Linked DNA regions of Mus musculus: region 1 is linked to region 2. A link is a contact called in public ChIA-PET data. All regions are on one chromosome and are shown on one strand. Each heading gives the region's core, a stretch centred on a gene start, on an enhancer-like site or on the middle of the called end of the contact. The rest is flanking DNA. Distances are from core to core; before and after follow the strand shown. Region 1 overlaps Filip1 (filamin A interacting protein 1). Region 2 has its middle 17 kb from the start of 4930429F24Rik.

Region 1 (3,621 bases), core at 585-3,084, 140 kb after region 2:
TTCTCCATCCTTGCCTGCAACAAAGGTGAAATCTACAGGCATCTGTTCCCCTCTTACCTTCTCTCCCTCCTCCCCCACCCCATCCCCACTTCTACCAAAGGTGAAGTCTACAGGCATCTGCCCTTTCTGCATATTGACACCTTTAGGGGCCAGCTTTGGCTGCACCACACCGAGACATAATAGTTTAAATACCACCAGTCAGGTCTACATGACAGCTGCGGAGTGACGTGAGCTCCTGAGTCCCCATGTAGCACAAATTTGAACATTTTAGTTTCAGGATTTGTGCACATGGGGCAAAGAATACTAGAAAAAGAGCACAGCTATGTGAGTCACCAACCTAACAGACGGGACACTGGCCCAATCAAGACAATAAATGGCACACAACTAGCTTGCCCTTCTTTTTTTTTTAACATAAAAATTCTTTTAATAATCTTAAAGAGATTTTCTTTTTCCATATAGATATTGATTGTACTCCTCCCAATTTTCCTAATATATTATAGAATTAATCTTAATACAGGAAATTAAATAATTATTCAGCTGTGACCTAATTAAGTATTCCTACTATAGTTTGAACCTGACAAATAAAAGTAAATATTCCTTATTTGAAATCATGAAATCTGAAAATTACCAAATAATTTCGATGAGCAATGACTTTACAAAATACATTGTATAGGTGTAGAGGTACAAAGAGGATGATCAATATTCTCTATAACCATATTTGATTTAAAATTCTCATAATGCAGGTAATGTTAAAAATAATTTAAATTTAATTTTATCAAATTTAATTTTAATTTTATTAAATTAGTCTTTTGTATTCTTTTTTTTTTTAATTAGGTATTTTCCTCGTTTACATTTTCGATGCTATCCCAAAGGTCCCCCATACCCACCCCCCCAATCCCCTACCCACCCACTCCCCCTCTTTGGCCCTGGCGTTCCCCTGTACTGGGGCATATAAAGTTTGCAAGTCCAATGGGCCTCTCTTTGCAGTGATGGCCGACTAGGCCATCTTTAGCTTCTGAGGCGGCGCCATTTTCGGCTCCAGGCTAGCTTGCCCTTCTTGGCAGATTACTATACATCCTGAAGGTCAGGGATTAAAAAAAAGAGTAAGTTGACCAGGTGTAGAAGCACTGGCCTATAATCCCAGCACCTGGGAAGCCAATGTAGGAGGGTCACTGTGAGTTTGAGGCCAGTCTGTTCTACATAGTTTCAGGCCAACCAAGAGTTACATAGTGAGTCTTTCTATCATAGGAGGAGGAGGAGGAGAAGGAGGAGGAGGGAGAGGAAGAGAAGGGAAGAGAGGGAGAAAAGGAGAAGAATAAGAGGAAGATCTTACAAAATATTTTCATCTGAGTCACATAGAAGTGCATCAGTGTGTATGTGCATGTACAGAGAAGGTGGGAAGGAGCCGTGAAGAATAAGCTTTGCACCGCTATTGCTAAAGGAAATCTCCTTTCTCCCTGACTCTAAACTCTAATACCATTTTCTTTCAAATTCAAACCAAGCCTCTTACCCAGTGTGTGCTATTACTCAGAGACTATACACAGAAGGGTAATTCCACACCACTGCTTCAGCCTTACTCAGACAGAGAAGTCACCTTTCTTGCACTCCCTCCTCTGCCTTGCCCACTGTAACAACAGTCACTCAAGAACAGCGGTGGAGGGAAGATCAGGGTGACGAGTGAGAGGGAGGGGCCACATTCTCAGATGCTTATTTTGGTTTTGTTGTCAATGATGTCATTTGTACTTGAGAACTTGACAGTTATATTGGAATAAAAACAAAAATGAAACCAGGCATGACAGCACATCCCTTTAAATCCAGCAGTTGGAAAGCAGAGGCAGGTGAATTTCTGAGCTTTTTGGAGCTGACCTAGTCTACCTAGTGAGCTCTAAGCCAGCCAGTGCTTCAGAGTCAGACCCTGTCTCAAAACAAAAACCACAATAGAAAACCAGAACAACAGCAGCAACAACAACAAAAAACAAAAAAAAAAACTAGAAGACTGAATGTGGAAAAAAATGTGAAGTTGAAATATTTATCTCTTGGCCCAGAGTAGACAAATTGTATTGATGAGAAAGAGATATGCCTGTGACCCAAGAGCTTTAAGGCCAGGGGTGGGGCATGCCTTCTCAACACCTCCTCCCAGGGCACTGCTGCCGGAGTGCACCTCCCATGCTCACCACTGTCTCCCATGTTATCTCAACTACAGTCACGTGAAGAAAGGAATGTACTGTGGTCTTTTATAGATAACTTCTTGGCATTTAATATCCAGTACACAAAAAGGTGGGTGATGAAATCCCTGAGACTATCTTCAAGGGAAAGATGAGGTAGCCTACAGAAGGTAAAATGTTACCAACTATATACTGGACAGAATTAGTATATAGACTCTAGAGTCTACAAAGAACTCCCAAAGTTAAACAGAGAGAGAAAGAGACAGACAGACACATACACACACACACAGAGAGAGAGAGAGAGAGAGAGAGAGAGAGAGAGAGAGGAAAGCCATCCTTATGGACTGGACAGATGGCACAGTGATTAAGAGCACTGGCTGCTCTTCCACAAGACCCGAGCTCAATTCCTAGAACCCCCGTGATGGCTTTTAATCATCTGTAAGTGCAGTTCTAGGGGATCTTACACTATCTTCTCAAAACACAAACACAAGGCATACATGTGGTACATAGACACACATGCAGGCAACACATAAAATGATAATAATGAATTAACAAATAGTTATTAAGAATTGCAGATGGGCAATATAGATATTCAAAACTGTTCAGCATCCTCAGCCAGAGAGGAGATACAAAATGAAAACTGATTTGCGATTCTATATCACCCCAGTCAGAATGGCTATCATTGGGGGAAAAATATGACAAATGCTGTCAAAAATACAAGGAAAGAGGAGCTCTTATTCACTGCTGATGGACAATAAACTGGAGCAGCACCGTAAAGGTTTCTGGAGTTCTTTAAAAACTAAAAATGGAATTACTATAATGAGCTGTGCACATCACTCCTGAGCATCTATTCCAAATCAGCCTACCAAGAAGATGCTTGCATTTCTGTGTTTACTGAAGCACTACTCACTGTAGCCAAGGTACGGAATCCTCTACATGCTCGCCAACAAGTGAATGTGCACAGAAAGGAGTCTCATCCACCTCGAAAGAACTGCGGAATTATATATTATTTGCAAGAAAATGGGTAGTCCCAGAGATGGTCACATTAAATGTTTTTTAAATATTTATAAATAAATAAATATTATGTTTTTCTCTTATGTCAAATATACACTTAAGTGTGTGTGTGTGTGTGTGTGTGTGTGTGAGATAAAAATCGAAAGGGAACTGTAGGGGTGAGTGGAGGGGGAGGGAGAACATCGTATATCTTCTCTGATATGTGGGATCACACACGTGTGCACATCATTTGGCACACTAAAAATTTTAATAAAATGTCATTGAAGTCAGTGAAATATCCTGTTCTGTCATAAGTGTATTAGCTGCATACAGTGGCTGGGGTGAGACTAAAGAAAATGAGAAGCACCTGGTCCTTCCCAAGGGAAAACATGGCACAACATCTTTTTCTCACATAAATACATAATTTGGGGTTGCTCAATTAAAACAGCTAAAAATTGGCAAT
Region 2 (3,737 bases), core at 1,073-3,572:
AAACTTGAGGCCTTCTGATACCCAGGCACTTACCAACATAATTTTCTCTTTTTCTAATTGAAAGAAAAAACTCTTTAAATTTTGAATATCACATGCATGTAGACGACACTGGATTTTTAATACACTTTTGACGATTTACCAAAATATAAACATGTTCCTTTTCTCCCATTTGTTATCTTGCAGTTTTCTTCTTAGGAAACTTGGGGTAACATAGCAAGGCCATTATTTGCTATTCCGACATTGCTGTGACAAGGTACTGACTAACCCAGTCTTTGATAACGCTGACTGTTAGATAAGTTCCGCACAAAGGAAGTTTAACATATCATCGATTCTGAATTTCGCTTGACTGCTGACCTTACTTAGAATCCAACCTCTTGGGAGTGGCGTCACAGAACGTCTAGGCACCCAGATGGCGTGGGCTCCAAAGCCACGTGAATGGGGTGGGGTTTGGGGAGAAATTCAGGGGCGCATCCCCTTGAACGCTGGAATGGGACAACTTAACAGCATGTTGGGATTCTGCTTCCTCCCGGGAGAGGCTTTGGCTACAAAGTGAGAAAGATATACTCCCTCAAAAGGCATGATCTCCCTCCCGGGCAGGGTGTGTGTTTACTCTGCCAAAATCTCTGCGAGGAACACTTTAAAGGGCCCCCTCTAGTCAGTCCCATCAAAGCAGTGTAATGGCTGCCTGCTAGGTTCACATACTGAAGGCAAATCACGGTAGCACCTCACCTTGTAGCGGGGTTTTACACCTAGTGAGGAGGACGGCTTTGTTCATAGAAAATTTTACATCAACTTAGAGTGCATGTTTTTGTGACTCCTGCCCCTATCCCCAGCCTGTCCCCATGTTCAATGACTTCCCCTACCAGGGACTCTATGAAGGACCCATTCCAGCTTAGTTCTTCACCTTCCCAAGCTTCTAAATGTCAGCTTTGAACTTGCTACCCTCCAGGTAACTGCAGAAATGCCCTACAAATATCCTGTGTGTCGTTTAGAAGGGAGAACACCTAGCTATTGTTTGTCTTTTTGGCATTTCTGAGTTCCATGAACTACACTGGGATACAATCCTATTATCACATTCAGAGCCCCTGACAGAACATCTGTTTTAAATAGGAAGTTCAATAAACTTCCTCTGTTGGCTTGGACTTGTACGCCTTCTTTTGGATTCAGCTCAGCTAATTAAAAGTACTTCCGATAATCAGTTCTGTCATTTGTTCCAGAAAACTTTTGAACCAGATGATATAATCTCTCTTGGGATTTCATAACCATCGGACCCTTTATCTGATTCCTTCCTCCTCTGCCGTCAGCTCACCATCTCTCCAGGTTCTAGGAGTCGCCAATAATTATGCCTAATAATTTATTTCTCAGGCGAGCCAATCCCAGAACAAGCAAATTTGAACTGCTTCTCTCAGATATAACATCCTCTATAAACAAAAGATGAATGATGGGAAACATGTAAATTTTAAGCCCATGATGCCCAGTTTTTATTATTTCAGGCACATAGGCTAAAAGCTTAAATCTGCCTTTAGATTTAGGAGTGTTTGGGTGGAGGCTCTGGAGAGATGGTTCAGCAGTTAAGGGGGCTTGCTGCTCTTGTAGAATACCTGGGTGCAATTCCCAGCATTCACACTGCAGCTCTTAACTTCACATTACTCCTCTTCTAGGGTAGCAGTTCTCAAGCAATGGGTCAAAACTCCTTTGGCGGGGGGGGGGGGTGGGGGGGGTGAGCGGCGAGGGAAGATCGAAGAACACTGTCACAGGGGCTGTATAACAGATAATTACATTATGATTCACAACAGTAGCAAAATTACAGTTGTGAAGTAGCAATGAAAATAATATGTGGTTGGGGGGGCACTACTACACGAGGAACCATATGAAAGGGTTACAGCATTAGGAAGGCTAAGAAGCCTTCTAAGGAGTCTGATATGTTCTTGTGATCTCCGTGTGCTCCTGCATGCATGTGGTACATGTACATACAACCCTAAAATACGTTTTAGAACTGGGGGCTGGGAAGACAGCCCAGTCCGTGCAGCACTGCCTGGGCGAACATGAGGATCTGAGCTTGATCCCTGGAGTGCATATCCAATGTCGGATGTGATGATGATGTGCTTCTAGTCCCGGCACTAGAGAGGCAAGGAAGGTGACTAGATCTCAGGTGCTCACTCTAGCACCATCAGTGAGCACCAGTCCAATGAGATAACTTGTCTCTAACAGCAGCAGCAGCAACAACCACAACAACCACAAACAATGTGGGGGGCTGGATATGGCTCTGCAGCACTGGCTGCTCCTCCAGAGGACTATGGTTCATTTCCTGAGCAACCATATGGTGACTCATAACCGTGTATAACTTAGCTACAGCTTAGTTCCTCTTTGGCCTCCATTGGCACCAGGTATTATAGTGCACAGTCACACATGCAAACAAAACACCTATACACAAAATAAAGATTTTTAGTTATATTAGAGAGACAAGAAATTCCAGGGTGGGGGGCACTGATCTAGGACATCCTGGCTGTGGGCACAGCAATGGGCAGCACAGGAAAGTTGGCACATGGGAACAGTGAGATACGTCTTGTCTCCCTAGTTTTAGAACCTGCTTCAGGGAAGGTACAAGGCCTCTTTCTATAGAATCGATGGGAAAGTGAATTTTAAAACACAGGACATGGGTTTATTGGTACAGAGACATGAAAGATAAGGAATAAAAAAAAAAAAAAAAAAAAAAAAAGCGGGGGAGGGAGGGCCCAGGTCCTGGGAGAGAAAAACAAGTAAAAACAGTTGAAGCATAAGTCTGCAGGTTAGAGTTAGGTCCCTGGAGCCTGTGGTGGAAAGAGCATCAACTCCTGAAAGCTGTCCTCTGACCTCTTCTTGTGGAGGTAGGGGAGAGGAGATGGGAGGGGAGAGGAGATGGGAGGGGAGGGGAGGGGAGGGGAATGGGAGGGGAAGGAATCTGAGGAGAGGTGAGGCTGGATTCCATTCAGGCAAAAGGACACCAGCTGGGCAGAAGTCTTGGAGGACAACCCGTCCAGCTTGGAGGACAACCCGTCCAGCTTGAGGGAAGCAGGGGCCGCACCAGGAGGGCCTCTGGGAGGAAATAGAAAACTGCTGTGTTTAAGTGTCAGAAAAATCACTGATCGGTGTTTGGCAGATCAAACGGAGTGTTTGGGAAAACTAAAATAGATACATAAAAAAACCAAACAGATGAAAGATTAAAGCAATTATTCCCTGGAAGAAGTGTCGAGGGGAAGAGAACGGGCTGCTAGTGTACAACTGGACTCGGCAGGGAACCATACTCAAATTTTCACTGTACACATTGTATAAACACTTAAACTTCTATCTCCTATATCCAAAAGATGATGTGGTATGGCCATATTGAGAGGTTAAAAGGGGAAGGCTAGAAACCTAAATGGGCACCACCAAGACCATAATAGAAAGACAATACACCTAAAAATCTAGAAATAAGAGGCTCGAATACAAAGCCATTCTTTACAAATATGGAGAAAAATGTTTGATGAAGTGGGTAAGAGTTGGAGAAAACTGTCCCCAAGGAAAACTTAGGGTCAAAAGGAACAAGTAAAGAATGACTATTTTATAGCCTTCTACCATGGACTTGGTACTTAAACAACAAAGACAATGTGCATGAATTGACTTTTTTAAAAAGAAAAATTTGAGGCTGGAAAGATGGCTTAGCAGAGGGCTGAAGGTCAATTAATACACAGCACTTAAGCTGGCAGCTCATAAGTGCT

What was found. ChIA-PET counts read pairs in DNA pulled down with a chosen protein or histone mark.
Region 1: a contact with region 2 is called in an SMC1A ChIA-PET map of the G1E-ER4 cell line, with 5 read pairs. The contact joins two enhancer-like sites. A contact is called at or near these places in 1 of 15 datasets of contacts at CTCF or cohesin (the G1E-ER4 cell line), 4 of 484 Hi-C or Micro-C datasets (the G1E-ER4 cell line, female germline stem cells, granulocyte-monocyte progenitors and 1 more) and 3 of 115 datasets of contacts at active chromatin or transcription factors (CD8 T cells, acute myeloid leukemia and effector CD8 T cells).

Annotation. Positions count from the first base shown.
Region 1 is chr9:79,946,002-79,949,622 of GRCm38.p6, forward strand. All of the region lies in intron 1 of Filip1 (filamin A interacting protein 1), which reads right to left. Among named protein-coding and RNA genes, the nearest start is that of Gm35261, 20 kb to the left of the region's middle. Within about 2 kb of position 1,835, at least 19 of the 459 cell types and tissues checked have an H3K27ac peak or open chromatin away from gene starts, as enhancers often do. A contact at or near this core is called in the G1E-ER4 cell line, where this site is marked.
Region 2 is chr9:79,808,464-79,812,200 of GRCm38.p6, forward strand. It overlaps a transcript of Filip1 not described here. Among named protein-coding and RNA genes, the nearest start is that of 4930429F24Rik, 17 kb to the left of the region's middle. Within about 2 kb of position 2,323, at least 74 of the 459 cell types and tissues checked have an H3K27ac peak or open chromatin away from gene starts, as enhancers often do. A contact at or near this core is called in the G1E-ER4 cell line, where this site is marked.